Linked DNA regions of Mus musculus: region 2 is linked to region 1. A link is a contact called in public Hi-C data. All regions are on one chromosome and are shown on one strand. Each heading gives the region's core, a stretch centred on a gene start, on an enhancer-like site or on the middle of the called end of the contact. The rest is flanking DNA. Distances are from core to core; before and after follow the strand shown.

Region 1 (7,910 bases), core at 1,827-4,326:
GCCCTCCCTTCCTGTCCTCCTACCCTCTCCCTGCTCTCCCCCTGCCCCCTCCCCCTGCTCTTCCCCTGCTGTCCCCCTGCCCCCCCTGCTGTCCCCCTGCCCTCTCCCTGCTCTTCCCCTGCCCCTCCCCCTGCTCTTCCCCTGCTGTCCCCCTGCCCTCCCCTGCTGTCCCCTGCCCTCTCCTCCTCTCTCCTCCTCTCCCCTGCTTTCCCCTGCCCTCCCCCTGCTCTCCCCTGCCCTCCCTTGCTCATTCTCTGCCCTTTCTCTGCCCCCCTCCCTCCCTCTGTCCTCTCCCTCTGTCCTTTCCCACTGTCCCCCTGCTCTCCCCTGCTCTCCCCCTGCGCTCCTGCTCTCTCCCCTGCCCTCCTCCTGCTTCCCCTGCCCTTCCCAGCCCTCCCCTTGCCCTCCTCCTCCCCTTCCCTCCCCTGCTCTCCCCTGCCCTCCTGCCCTGCTCTTGCCCTTCTTCTGAAAACAGGTCTGAGTTTTACTCATTAAATTGTGACAGTGTTCTCTGAGTGCTGGGTGCTCTGAGTCCCCATGTCACCCTCACACCTCACCTGAACTGTGCTGTACCCTGTTTCATAGAGGAGGAAAGGAAGGTCCAAGCTCTCCTCTGGGGGAAGGAAGAACTATAGTTAGGGTTCACAGCTTCCAAACCTCTGAGATCCCTCTTCATCTCCCACATCCAGAGATGCGAAAATGCTCTTCCAGGGACCCTGCCTGCGCTGAACCATGGCATCAGACACCACAGTTACCATGGACTGGGAGAAGGGAAGGGGGAATCTATAAATTGGTCTGCATTTCTCTGGAGCTGGTGGAAATGTCTAGCATTGGAAAGTGGTAGTTGCACCGTCTTGCAGAGTTACTGAGAACTGCCAGATTGCACGTATCAAAGGGTTAAATGTCATGGGATATGAGCTACATCTCAGTTAAAAAACTGGAAAATGGGATGTCAAAAAGAACACAAGCTGTCTCGCATAAAGAATAACAACGGTTAAAAAAAAATACTCTTAGAAAACCCGAGTTTGTATTCCCCATTTCCGGGCTTAATTTCATTCTGGCCAAAAGGCATTCGGTTAGTGTGGGCTTCTCCTCGGTGACTATAGGAAATGACAAATGGCGTGGTATGATTTTAAAGTGAAATGTTATTCTCCCAAAGGGCTTGAGGGAGGTTGTAAATTGTGGGAAGAGAACAGAATTGCTCTCTGATGTTGCTGTAGCCCTGCAATTACAGTGGGCGCAGCTACTGCCCAGCTCGTGGGCAGAGGGTGGCTGGTATGTTTGCCAAATCTTTAGCCTCTCATTTCTCCATGAGTTGTGGGTAAAGCATTGCTCTTAAACATGAGGCAAATGTAAGGTGCACAGAACAGGTGGGACACTCAGAGGAATCCGAGGTCTCTCTAGTTAATGTCGTTCCCCATTAGGGCCGCACCCACATCCTCCATCTCTTTACATGGAAATAAAGTCTGACAGCTGGGGTTTATGTACATCGCCCAAGAGAAGACATGGGCAAGAGAGTTTAAACACAGAACCAATATCAAGTGTGGTACCTCGAGGGAAGGAATGTTTGAAAGAAAAATAATCAGTAAGAGGAATAAAAACGAAATGGTTGCATTTTGCTGGCCACGTGACGTGGGTTGCGCCAGCAGTAGTGTCTGGGCAGCAGATGGGATATACAGATGCGATACCTCAGGAGGGTCAAGCCTCGCCCTTCTTTATTGGGCCGTATCTCTCCAGTCACTAGTTTTCCTGTGTGGAGTTTGTGTCACCCTCAGGCTTTGGAGGAGTTGGGAAAGGAGTGTCCGTGGTCTCAGATTCCTCAGACCATTGCCTCCCCCAAACACCGCTAAAACACGGTGTTTCTGAGGACCAAACAGATGGCAGCATCTTGGTTCTCGCCTGGGCCGGTGGTGTCAGTGACGACACACCCACGTGGACGGTAACCTGTACACAAGCTGGCATTGACTTAAAGTTAATCCCAGAGTGTTAAAAATGTCAGAGTGTCCAGAAGTGGGAACAAAGCCTGCAGGGCAGAGCGGCAGAGCATCTACTGGCTGCCATGGAGACCCCACTCCTCCCTCCTGGGATCTGAGAATTGCTGAGGAAGACAAATGTCATCTCAGACAGGTCAGTGCACCACAAGAGGGGCAGGGTCAGTGCTGACTAGCCGTGCATAGAGGGCTGCTTGAGATGTGTCTGAGAGTATTTAAACGGCTTCTGTGTAAAAGGCTTAGTCTGTGACGTGTTTGCCTGTCAATCACGAACGAGAACATGAGTCTGGTCACTGAGGACCCAGGAGGAAGTAGCTGGGTGTGGTGCTACACACATGAAATCCTGCCAGAGTTTCAGGCTAATGAGAGACATGGCCTCAAAAAATCAAAGTAAATAGTACCTGAGGAATGAGAGCTGAGGTTGTTTTCTGCTGTGTATGAGTATGCACACACACACATACACACACACACACACACACACACACACACTCACATACACAGAGGCACCTATATATGAAAGCATATATATGTATGCATATACATACATGCATACACAGACATGGGCACTTGTACACACAAACATGACACATAGATACATACACGTACTTGCATGCACACACATGGGCACTTGTACATACAAATATGCATACATATACACATATACATGTACATATACATACATACATGTACACAGATGGGCACTTGCATACACAAACATGACATACATATACATACACATACATGTATACATACATATGAGCACTTGTACATACAAACATGCATACACAGACATATACATATACATTTACATACACACATGTATGCATGCACACAGATGGGCACTTACATGCACTAACATGCATGCATATGCAATAAATAAAAATCAGAATGACTTCTATGTTGGGCTACGCCTGAGCAGGGAGTGGCCTCTGGGTCCTTGGATGACCTACAGTGCTCTCCAGTCCAGGAACCTCAGCAGCAAGAGCAACAATAGCCACAGAAATGCAGCCAGCACCTCATAGGGGCCAAGTGGTGACGGAGCGGATGTGGCGGCAGTGTGACAAGATGGGCACTTCCCCTAATAGAGAGGAGGCCACAACTGCTGTGATGGGGCAGTGTGACCAGCTGTGGGGAAGGCTTGAGTCAGGCTGAGCAATATGAAATAGCTCAGGATGGACTGATTTGACTCCACCAGTATTTATTTCTGACCATATTGAGCAGCCAAAAGGAAGGGTTATTTTTTGCTATTGAAAGTTGTATTGTGGGGCCATCGAGTCGCCCTTGTCAATGGAAGTCGTCCTGTCTCTATTTCCTCTAGGCTTGATGCTGCCCTGCCTTTCTTCTACTGTGTTTGCCCCACTCCACCCTATGGAATCTCTCTTCCCCCTCCTGGGTGCTGTTCTCTGCTCAGGCCATTCTTCTGGGTGGGCACTGCCTCCAAGGGGCTCTGATCTCCAGCCCCCAGCCAGAGTGGCTGGCTGGTGACCTTCTGTCCAAGGACAAGGACAGCAATGGCATCACCTTCACTACAATGTGGCCACAGCGTGCAAGGTCTGGATACCCAGGAAGGCTTTTGGACTGGGGCCCCCAAGTGGGGAGCAGCTAAGGATGATGACACCCTCCCAGCCTGCTCCAGAGCATTTGGGGGAGGATCTGAGCCAAGAGCCAAGACAAAGAGCAGCCCCAGTCCTCATATCATTTGATATTGTTGGAAGCAAATGGAGGATGCCGGCCATCAGCAGGTAGTGCTGCCGTGCCTGATGTCCACCAGGTAGCACCAGAACCTTGGGTCCTGGGCAGACTTTGGGCTAATGGACACCCGGTTTGTTCTTGTTCCATGTTGGGCCACCTTGCCTCCTGTATGTACTGTCCCTAGGATAAAGCCCCCTGCCTACAATATACAGACAGATACATTATAGGGCCCTCTGCTGAATTAGTTGGCTCTGATGGCCAGCAGAGTTGCTAGGCACACAGGCCCTCTATGTCCCCAGACTTACTGGTCAAATGGAATCCTAAAGAGTATGAATGCCACCTGGCCCTTATGTTTAGGGGCAAGAAGCTGGTTGGTACCTTGAGCCATGTGTGGGGACATTAACTAGATACAGAGGGAAGAGGGAGTTTCCTTGACTCCTTGCAGTACCCTGGGTCACCAGGCCCCCAGAGCTTCCCTTTCCTTTATCCAGGTGGCAGCATAGTCCCTCCCCACATGGGGACCTCAGGGGACTTTGAATAAAGTTTGGCCTAGTGGATCACTGTCTGGGCTCACCATTCAGCAAAGACACCAAGCCTTACACAATAAACAGACATTGTCTCAGGTTTCTTCAAAGATAACTTGAATTTTGTTGCTTAACATCCTGGGGATTGAAACCCAAAACTGTGGTGATAGCAACAGAACGTCGACTGGAGGTTCTGTGAACCTCGACTGGAGGTACTGAGCCTAAAGAGAGAGGACATGATTCATGATTGCAAAGCAGCGACTGAGCACACTTGCTGGGGTGTGCTGCAGGATTAAGTAACAGGTTAGGGCCAAGTCAGGAATTGTGCCCGTGGTGACTGGCAGGCAGCTGCACAGTCTGAAGCCACAAGTGGACAGCACAGGCTATGCCTAGTCCTTCCCACCTCAGAGGTAAGTGCTCTGCAGAAAGAAAGATGGCCAGAAGACATAAAGAGCACAGATAGTTGTCACAATCACATCTCCAATAGCCCAGTCTGGAGATCCCAGAACAGCCCCTTACATGTGGGACCTGCCCCACCTCAATTAGGCGATGCACCTGAGTGGCTGCTGGTGGCCTTCGTTGCTATCCCTTCCTATTTCTTGGCTGTGGCTGTCGAAGTTGGGGGTTAGAAGATGTCTGGAGGGATGGTGGGGCAGCAGAGATCAGGAAAGGCAGATTTGGAGCCTGGGCTGGGGCCAGAGAAGCAGGCTCCTCCCACCAACCAGGCTCCCCCCACCAACCAGCCTCCTCCCACAAACCCAGTGCCAATACAGTCCAGCAAGAAAAGCCACCAACACAGCCTTTATAAGGGAACTGAGGATACTAAATCCACTTCCATAAACAGTCACAAGTGTGGGCTAATGAAGGGTGCCTTTGCACCAGGATTCTGTCCTCTGTCAGGCTAGGAGGTTGAGCCAGGCCAGCCGCTTGGCTCTGTCCTCTCAAGTCTTCTTTGCTCACTTGCGACTGATGTACCATTCAGGATGACAGGTGCTTGCACTGTAAGGCCAGTTTCAGAGATTCGTCAGAAGCACAGACACCAACGCTCGCACACGCGCAGCAGCTTGCTTGAGCTCCCACGTTTTCAGTTCACCGAGGTCTCCTAGCTTCCTGTTGTCCTAGCACTGCCGTCGGTCCTTTCTCTTGTTTTGTTTCAGCTGCTTGCTTGTGTCTTAAGTGAAGCAACCAAATGGGGGCACCTTGGCAAGTGGGGGGAAGGGCTGTTCTGAGGCAAGCAAGAAGGATGCAGTAAATAATGTCAGCCAGTCTGGGCAGGGCCAGATAGAGGGCCAAAGGAGGTCATTTTAGTGAGAAAATGATTTCTACAAAATCGGAGAAGCCAGAAACTGATACCAAGTGCTCAGGTATAGATAAGATGCCATCGTGTATATAACCTGTTCTTCTGGCTTAACTCCCTAGCGATGGGGCAGCAATGAGTTGAAATCAAGAACCCTGTGGCTGTTGGCTTAGAGTCCTTTGGGTATATGCCGGGCTGAGCCACATGGTGGCTCTAGTTTTAATTTTTTGAGGAAGCTCTGTTCTGATTTTTCACAGTGGGTGCAATAGTTTACACCCACCACCAACAGTGCATAAAAGTCCCCCCATCCTACCCAACATTTGTTGTCTTTTTGGTGACAGCCATTCTGACTAGGGGGAGCTGGTACTCAGTGTACCTTTAATTTCCATCCCCTCCCCTCCCCTTCCCCCTCCCCCACGGGCTTTCACAAGAGCGTCTTCCCTTAATGTGTGCCCCAGGGACTGCAGATAAATCATATGGATTTCTTAGGTTACTAAAGAATGATCCCACCTCCTCACCCCGCCCCGCCCCCCGTGCTTTGGGATACTTGTCCACAAGAAACGTACTAATTTTCTGTTTATATTTCACACCAAATCTCATTCAGTAAATTGCAGAGGGCTGGGGAGATAGTTTAGTTGATGAAGTATTTGCCTCGCAAGCATGAAAGATTTCAGTTCCAACTTCAGCATCCACATAAAAATGTCGGGTGTGGTGGTGTAGGCTTGTAAGCCCAACCCTAAGAAGGTGGAGCTAAAGGATCCTTGGGCTCACTGGCTGGCCAGCTTGGCTTACTTGAAAAGCTCTAGGCCAGCGAGAGACCACCATCTTAAAAAAAATAGGGAGTGAGTAGGTGGGTGGGGGAACACCTTCATAGAAGCAGGGTAAGAGGAGATGGGATGGGGGGCTGCAGAGGTAACATTTGAAATGTAAATAAATAAAAAAAATATTTCCTAATTGAAATTATCCCTACATCTTTAAAAAAATAAAGATAGCCAACACCTGAGGAATGGCATGTATGCAAAGTAGTTCTCTGGCCTCCATATGCATTTCCATGCGCATGCGCCTGAACTCTCGTAAACATGCGCACATGAGCACGCATGGATAACACATGCTCTTGAAGAGCAGCGTGTGCTTTTACTGCAGCGCTGGCTCAGGGGCAGCCATGGGAGTGTCTTCTCAGCTAGCATGACCACTCCAGATACAACTTCACACCTTCATAATAATTTGGATCATTTCTCTTCTGCAAAGGGCTAGTACAAGAGTGGGCTCGGGTCTAGCAACCCAAACCCCTTCACAGGGGAGCTGTAACTTCATCCTACCAGAGTCAGCTGAGAGGATTCCTCAGTGTCTGCAGTGGATGAAGAATTGGGGTTTCCAGTTAATCTTAAACGATGTGATGGCATGCAGGTGGCCAGACATTCATTGGAAAGTGAGGTACCTGGGACCTAGAAAGTTAGGTTGGTAAAGAACAATAGACTTTTCGGGTATTTTATCAATCCGTGACTCAAGAAGTGTAGCCTGTGAAGAAAATTAGGAGAAGTCCATGTTCAAAAGCCAATGTGGTGAGGCCCAATAATGTTCAGCAGCCCTTGGCTAGCAGGGAATGGAAGCTGCCTAAGGCCCGTCCCTTGGGAGTTGGTAAACAATGACTTTATTTCTTTTAATCAGCTGTAAGATTTGGGGACTTTTGAGAAAAATAAGCATTTCTTATAATCATTAATTAAAAAAAAAGATTTATTATTGTATCTAAGTACACTGTAGCTGTCTTCAGATGCACCAGAAGAGGGAGTCAGATCTCATTATGGGTGGTTTTGAGCCACCATGTGGTTGCTGGGATTTGAACTCAGGACCTTTGGAAGGGCAGTCGGTGCTCTTAACCACTGAGCCATCTCTTCAGCCCCATACTCATTAATTTTTAAGGGAATGTACCTGTAACAATGTCATTAAGGGCCAAGTGCTTGCTGCACAAGTGTGACGTGGGACTTGGTGACCAGGTGGTCTAACCAAAATGGTGAATTCCAGGTTGAGTGAGGGACTTTGTCTCTCCACAGAAAGTGGAGACTGTTTGAGGAAGACATCCTGATGTTAGCTTCTGGGCTTCACCGTGTGTACACTGGTGAATGTTTTGTGGGTAGGCTTGCATGTATACATATGCACACACGTACACACATGCACAAAGAGACAGAGGCACAGAGATAGAGAGAGAGACAGAGAGATCACATGGTAAAGAGAGAACAGGACAAGAAGCTGGTGGCTGCTACATGCAAACTTGGGATGGATGCAACTCAGGCCTCCAGATGTGGTGGTTATAGGGCAGTCAGCTGTGTCTGCTACCACTCCTGAAGACAACCTTTGTAGGATTGCCAGGACAAGATCCCCATGGTCCCTCGGGCCCCTGGGAAGCAT
Region 2 (7,910 bases), core at 2,324-4,823, 220 kb after region 1:
GTTATAGCACCTGTGTGTGTGTGTGTGCATGTATGTATGTGTGCATGTATGTGTGTGTGTGCATGTATGTGTGTGCGTGCGCATGTATGTGTGTGTGCGTGCACGTATGTGTGTGTGCATGTATGTGTGTGCATGTATGTGTGTGTGCATGTATGTGTGTGCATGTATGTGTGTGTGTGCATGTATGTGTGTGTGTGTGCATGTATGTGTGTGTGTGTGCGTGCATGAGCATACATGTGCAGTATGTTATGTTTTTGTTTGAGCAGAAGATTATTTTTTGGTGCTGATTTTCTGATAAGCGTGTTTTTTAGGAATGGGAACAAAGCAGTGAGCATATATATGCATGTATATAATATATGTACATTATATATATATATATACATATATATGTATATACACACACACACACATATATATAGTCTCACTTCCTTGATATTTGTTAGGGAAAGAGGGAAATATAGAAATAATCAGTAAGATATACAGATGATATACTAGACTCATGGTAAGGATATAGAATATAGTTATAATTTTAATTATTTCAAAAGGCTCAAATAGAATGGTGAAGTCTGAGCTGAGATTCAGTTCAGGTGAGGCAGGCAGGAGGTTGAGGAGGCAGGTCCTATGGAGGGAGAAGCAGAGAGCACAAACTTGTACCAGTGAGCATGGCTGTAATATTCAGAGGCTCCAGGAAAAGTCATACTGGCGAGAGGTGACTCTAGGGACTCTGTTTTCACTCTGTCAAGACAGGGAGTCATGCGAGGGTCTTGAGAAGTGGCTTCATCACTTACTAAGATTGTACCATCCACTGAACAGGAGTAGAAGGGTAAGAACAGGAAGTAGACAAGTTGGAGGCTGGCGACCGGCAAGGACAGGTGGTGACTTGGATTCTAGCAGAAGCCATGGGCCACTGAGATTGGGGAGGGGGGGTGTAGATACATTTAAAGGCATAGTAAACCAGACTTCCTGATGGGCATGCCTTTAGAAAAACATGCCTATGGAGGCTCATACAACCCCAAGACGAGGCTTTGGAGGGAAATCAGGTGTAGAACTTGGGACAGTACTGTGATATAAACACATGTGAGCTCTTTCAAACCCACGTGTGGAACAACAATCTCCCAAGTCCCTGGCACAAAAATGTGGGCTCTTTGGGAGGTGAAGGTCATGAAGATGCCTCTCTCAGGAGTGGAACTGATACCCTGGAAAGAGGCCCCAGAGAGGCTGCCATCCTCTTCTACCAGGCAAGGATGCAGGAATAGCATTCTGCCAGGAACAGGTGTGATGGTACTTGGATTGAGCTTGGATTTCTAAGCTTCCAGAACTGTCAACAGCCATTTCATTTGACTATCGAACTACCCAGCTATGAAGGCTTTCGTCCTAGCAGACTAATCTGATTAAGACAGACATGTTAATTAGAGTCATTGAGCAGGCCTTCGGGTATCCTATGATATAGGTCTGGGTGTTAAAAGTTGATTACAATGAGCCCTGGCTTCCATCTGATGTCATAGCAGAGCATGAGGAAACATTTCCTGTGATTGATTTTGTTCATCGAAATGACTACAAGAATAATACAATGGTAACAGGCTTTTAGATTTATTCTACAGGCGTATCTCTGTTAAGGATGTGGAAAGCCATCTATATAATTGATCTTTAGCCATCTGTCTGTTCATCTTGATCATCAGCTTGATGGAATTTAGAATAGAAGGAAATCTCTGGTCATACTGAGGAGGTATCTAACTTATGTTAAGTGAGGTGGGAAAAACACACCCTAACTGTGGGTAGTACCTTTCTACAGACTGGGGTTCAAAACTGAAGAGAAAGGAGAAAGCAAGCTGAGCAAAAGCGTCCCTTGATCGATTCTTCCTGGCTCTGGATGCAATGGGATCCTCTGCCAGGTCTTCCCTTTGTGGTACACAGTGTCACTATCAGGGAAAGAAGCCCTTCGCTTCTTAAGTCACTTTTGTCTGGTATTTTGATGCTACAATGAGAACAGTCACTAATAGAGAACGTGGGTGCCAGCAAGTAGAGGTGAACATGTTCTTTGGAACTGACTTTTGAGAGGGAGGTGAAAGACTTTGGAGCTATGGGACAGAGATGCTTTTGTAGACTGAGCAGAACTTGGTGGGCCATTCTAGTAGAGTTTGGAAGGATCAGGAGGCTGAGGGAAATGTAGACTCTAGTAAGTGCTGAGCTATGTATGAGCCTTCAAAGGAAAGCAAAGACGCTATTGGGATCTGGGATTGAGGCCATTCAGATTATACTCTGGCTCCATTGCAGTCACGAGAATTTGTATTAGGATGAGTTTAAAGGTAGCAGAGTAAGGGCTGTGGCAGAGCAGATTCAAGGCAGAAGCTTGGCTACCACTCACTACTCACTCACGCCAGGGCTATAGCATGAGATAGCAAATTGTAGAACCAAGGGGCAAGACACAGTGCTCAGCCTTTAAGGAGGTAATCAGAGTTTAAGGGGCAGCCCAGTGGTGGCTGGGGTCACCGGGTTATGCTGGCTTTAGAACCGGGTGCTAGCTTTGCTCATCTCCTGAGGCCAGTCTTTGAGGCAGCCGTTCAGCATCTCTGAATAGCGAATAACAAGCAACAACTCCAGGGTCCTGATCATCTTCCCACGGCAGGCTCACCTCCGCCACCCCGTCAGTGCTCATCTCTTTCAAGTCATGCGGGAGAATGTGGCTCAGCTCTGAAGATTGCCGCGCTATCACATAATGTCATTTCTATTTTGGGTGATGCTAAATTTGCTCTAGGTTGAGACGGTGTTTGCCATATGCCTCCATGGTAAAGGTAAAGGTATTCTTCTTTTCTTTTCTTTTCTTTTCTTTTCTTTTCTTTTCTTTTCTTTTCTTTTCTTTTCTTTTCTTTTCTTTTCTTTTCTGTGAGGAGGAATCCATGGACTGATATTCGGAGACCCTGAGAATACTGTATTTCACAACACGTGACACTCTGTGGGTTTACCATTCACTCTTTGCCTGAGTTGTATCCATGGCTCCTGCTTAAGTTTGTAGCAGCCTCCCAAGTTTGTGCTCCTTCTCATGTTAGAGGCTTCACTTTGAGATCGCTAGCCTTCCGAGGGCATTTTCAATTATGTCACAGGCAATGGTTTTGTGTGTGGCAAAACCGTCTTGTCTCTTTGTACTTCCAGATGGATATTTTATCTCTTCAGAATGAAGATAAATTAGACATTAAATTGAGATGGTGTGTGTTTGGGGGGGGGGGGCGTCAGTTTTGTAGATTTTAGTTTCTTTTTATAAACAGCATAAAACCCATTAAAGACAAGGCTGGGGCAGGGGTGGGGGTGGGGCAGATAACATTCTGAATGTGAATCAGGCTATGGTATATCACCAGCTACTTAAAGCTGTTTATTTTAGATGTCCTGTGATGAGTTGTTTGAGCTGTTCATTTTGTGAGTCCCAAGGGTGAGGTGAACTTGACACCGCCTTTTGGCCAACACTGCAGGGCAGGGCAGGGCCGGATGAGTAACGCTAGCGGCAGTTCAAGTCTCTGGCGACCGTTCTGTACAGCTGTGTTGCTTGTTATTGGGAAACCTGGGCTTTAGATGTCAGAGAACAGCTGGGTCAGAGGTTTACAGCAGGGCTGGTTGCACAGAGAAAAGCCAGCCACAGACAATTTCTGCACCGTCACCCACCGCCACGCCCACCGCCACGCCCACCGCCACGCCCACTTTGTTTCCAGTACAAAACTGCAGCCTCCACATTTGAGGTTCTTCCTTGAAGGGGAAACAAAGACACTTTGAAAACTCTGTGGAGGGAAAGGTTGGGCATCTGTTCGGCTGGATTTGGGGCTGCAGAAAAAAAGCCCTCTGTGCTGGTCACCAGGGCTTAGGTACAGGAAGGCTAGGTGTGAGTGTCTGCCACCCGACTAGTGTTGTACGAAGAATTAGATATGGTCCTGTGACTTCAAGTGCTCCAGGCCACCCTCTACTCCTCCTCTCCCACTTCAGAATGCCCTTGTGCTTATTCACCTTTGTGGCCCAGAGGAGTAAGGTGGAGAAACATATCTGGGAAAGCAACTCAGTCTCATTTTCTGGTTTATTTTGATTTGAATATTTTGAGGGGAAATAGTTATAAAAAGCCCGTGTCACCCTCACAGCTGCAATGGCCTCAGATGTACGTATTAAGATAGAGGAAAAGGAAGTTGTGTTCTTGCAATGGGCACACATGTTCACGCAGAGGATGCCGAGGGAAAAGCCAAAGGCTGCGTCCCTCCTGTTTGCTTTGACTGTGTACCATGGTTCAGTTTGATTCATTGAGCATCTCTCCCTGTGGCTACCCTGAGGTCGGAAAGCAGATGCTTGGGGTTGAATTTCTTTCCCCTTCAGCTTTCTCCTCCATATAATGGAGGCAGTAATTTTTATAGGATATTTGGGGGGGGGGGACAAATAAATGAGCGGATTCTGTTAGCCAGTAGAATGTCCCTGTACATAAGTACCCCTTGCCTCTGCATTCTTTATCTGAACCCCTTCTAGACTCTGTGAACACCTTAAATACATTCCCCAGTAATTAAAGATCGCACTTTAAGCTCCATTGTATAGAACTGAAAACCCAAATTCTTCAAGCATAGTCAAAATAATCTATTGTTCTTTATAGTCTGTAGTTTGGAGTGAAAACCAAAACAAGATAGAATAGGCCTATACATTTCCAAGCATGTGCTACTCAGTGGGCTCTTTAAACGTACACTTGGAGCCCGTGCTTTAACCATACCGGTGTTTTTCTTTTGGTGCTCATGATCAGCCTTGTTTCACAGGCTCCCTCCCTTCCCTTTGTTTTCTAGTTAACATACAGTTCATACCACATTGCAGAGGTTCTGAAGTTGAGACATCCAGAAAATGTCCCTTCCTCCCCTTCCTTACCACCACCTTCCCCCTCATCTTTCCATTTTTCTGTCTATGGTGCTGGGTACTTAGCCCCAGGTTTTGCACAGGCTAGACAGATTCCCCACCATGGAGCAATCCATATGACCTCAGTTTCCTTACTTTTGCCATCCACCTTTGAATTAATAAAAACCTTCTCAAAAGTATAGCCACACAGTTAAAAATTAAAAATATTTTTATATGCATGAGTGTTTTGTCTGCAAGCAGTCCAGTATACCACATGTTTGCCTACTGCCCATGGGGGATGGAAGAGGGCACAGGGAACTGGAGTTGTGGGCAGTTGTGAGCCTCCATGTGAGTGCTGGGACTAGAACTTGGGTCCTCTGGAAGAGCTAGCAGTGCTCTTAACCAGTGAGCTACTTCTCCAGCCCCAACCAGCACCCTTTTAACCTAAAATGGTAGAACCATAAAGGAGTGAGTGGGCAAAGGAATATCTAATATTGTCCTAGCATGTGCTGTTGTCCTAGCACGTGCTGGCTGTGCATGTGAGGTCCCACACAAGCACAGCGAGCATCCAAGGCCGGACTGATGAGAAATTCATTGTCATTTCACATTGTCTGGGAAGCAGAGTGAGCTTCTGTATAGACATATTCAGGTGGTACAGCTGTGCATTCATATTTGAAGAAGTCTGTATTGTTTGGGCTTCAACAGTTTGGAGAGAAGTGCCCAAGTGCGCTGGCATGCGTGGTCAGATTGGCAACCTGTTTGAGTCTGTTAGTGTTGCAGTCACGGGAAGGAACGCGATCCCCAGAGGATTGGCTGGACAGTAGGACTTTCTTTTTTTTTTTTTTTTTTCCAAGTACTTGAAGAGCTGCATTTTCATGAATGTCTGCTTGAAGCCTTTGCTGAGTAATCCCTTTGCTTTTGGACCACGCTGGAGCCTCCACAGATGATCTCCTTGAGCAGTCGAAGAGACTGTGGCGTAGGCGGGACATTCATGGAAATGTTCTGTTAGCAAGCGGCAGGCAGAGCGAGCGCTCCCAGCTTCTAGCTCTGCTCCCACACCATGTCTCCTCTATGACACATGAGGCTCTCAGACTGGTGCATTTCATGAGCTAATCAAGTAATGTTTTCCTTGTGACAGGGAAACGGCGTTTACCTTCTGCCGAAGTATATTAAATATAACCACTTAATTTCTAGAAGGTGGCTTGATAACCCCACGTGTACCTGGAGAGGTGTCCTCTTAGAGAAGTGGACACCTCTTTAAGTAGAATGTCCTTAGATTTATGCAGAACTCATTGCTGTGAGCTGTACAGCTCTCATGCTGCAGGAGACTGCTTTTCTGCTCGCTGCAGCCTGGCCCACTGCGGACTCAGAACAATGCCAGTTCATCTGGAGAAGGGCTTTTCAGAGAGCATCATACGCGCTCAGGTAAACGTCAGAGCCTGGGAGGCAGCTGTTACGCTTTGAGCATCAGATGCTGCCGTCTGCACTCGGTACTTTCTCTTCCGTGCTGTGCCAGGCTCTCAGGAGGTATCATGTTGGGAAAAAGTGTTCATTGAAGTCTATTTGTTTGTACTGTTGAGCTGTTGAATTGCTGAGTTGCCGAAGTGAATATTGGGGGATATTTAAGAGCCTGTGTGATTTTTATATCTTACATGGAACAGTGGCTGAGAACATGAGCATATGGCCTCAATTTCCTGAAGACAAAAATTGAGAAAAGCTATGGTTTTAGTCGAAAAGTTGGAGACTTGATTTCTATTCATGAAAGATCACACACACACACACACACACACACAGCCTTTTCCTACACTAACAGATGACAAAACGTAGCCATGTATGATTAACTACAGCTTGCTGTACTCATGTTTGGAATGTGGCTGTAGACAATGGAGCCAGAACTGACTTCATTTCCGGAGAAATAGTTTCTCTAATAGAAAGTACTAGAGAGGACATTTCCCTCTGTCAGATATAAGAAAAGATGTTTAAAAGCTAAAGACCCGGAGTTAAGCACATGTCCACTTTAAGAACAGTATTCCACTTACACTTATGTATAGAGGATACACTTCTAGTGGATAAGAAAGTTATAAAGGTCTGTGCTCGCTCCCATCGCAATACAAACCATGCCTGCCTCTGCTGAGCTTCCAAGATCAGAGGAAACAGATCAAATTCGAGGCATAATAAAACCTAATCCTGCATATTCTAAGTCATAAATTAAAAGCCCACGGTGGTTAAAAATACGTTAGTCAGCAGTTTAGAGGTGTGTGTGTGTGACAACAAGAATCCAAGTTACAGATTTTGTGATAAATCTTGTCTTCCATCAATAAATCTTGGCTGTAGCTCCCGGAGCTCAGTGCAGTCTGATGGGCATCAGGGACATCTCTGAACTCATACTGTTTCAGCAACGCATTCCCTTTGCAGAGACCTTTATGAGCTGTTTAACCTCACACAACCTCTGTAGTCTGAAGCTTGTATTTCAAAAGGCCAAAAATTAATTGCCCTTTCCTGGGCGATGTGAGCATGACCTCATGTAGTTTTCTATCAGTGCCTTGTACCTTAGTTCCCCCATGCCAGTCAGGCGAGTAGGAAACTGGCTGGTTCACAGAGGACATTTAGAGAGACACCGTGAATGCTCAGGACACCTGTTGATAGATTCACAGTCGGCTTCCTGAGGTCATCTGACATCACCCTAACATGTTGTGGTTCTGTGCAGAGGAGGGGCCATTAAATATGGCACTCTGCAGACTCAGTGACACAAGACAGACCTAACTTTGTTCAGTCTAACACTCCACTGGGCATTTCAGCAGTGTGTTAATGCTGTTTGTGGAACTAATAAGGCACGGAGCAGTTTGTATATACTAAGTCCCTCCTATTTCAGTGGCAGTCTATGTAACTAATTCCACCTGCCCCTTTGCCATGGGCATGTCCTTTCTCTCTCAGACACTAGCCTGGAGTCACTCAGGTAGCCCTAGGAATCCTGCAGCTAGCCCCTGATGGCTGGGAGTGGATCTGTGAAGCCTGATGTTTCTTTCTAATGTTACATGATAAAATACGTGATGGGTAAATAGTCT

What was found. A called contact is a pair of places that touch in the nucleus more often than the background predicts.
Region 2: a Hi-C map of muscle stem cells shows a contact between it and region 1, with 2.6 times the contacts expected there. The contact joins two enhancer-like sites. A contact is called at or near these places in 5 of 484 Hi-C or Micro-C datasets (muscle stem cells, nephron progenitors, uterus and 1 more), 2 of 115 datasets of contacts at active chromatin or transcription factors (embryonic basal ganglia and neural progenitor cells) and 1 of 9 other capture datasets (liver).

What each region holds. Positions count from the first base shown.
Region 1 is chr17:8,631,670-8,639,579 of GRCm38.p6, forward strand. It overlaps a transcript of Pde10a not described here. Among named protein-coding and RNA genes, the nearest start is that of Gm46585, 100 kb to the right of the region's middle. Within about 2 kb of position 3,077, at least 15 of the 459 cell types and tissues checked have an H3K27ac peak or open chromatin away from gene starts, as enhancers often do. A contact at or near this core is called in muscle stem cells, where this site is marked.
Region 2 is chr17:8,853,013-8,860,922 of GRCm38.p6, forward strand. The region is part of intron 1 of Pde10a (phosphodiesterase 10A); the gene reads left to right. Among named protein-coding and RNA genes, the nearest start is that of Gm34321, 36 kb to the left of the region's middle. Within about 2 kb of position 3,574, at least 124 of the 459 cell types and tissues checked have an H3K27ac peak or open chromatin away from gene starts, as enhancers often do. A contact at or near this core is called in muscle stem cells, where this site is marked.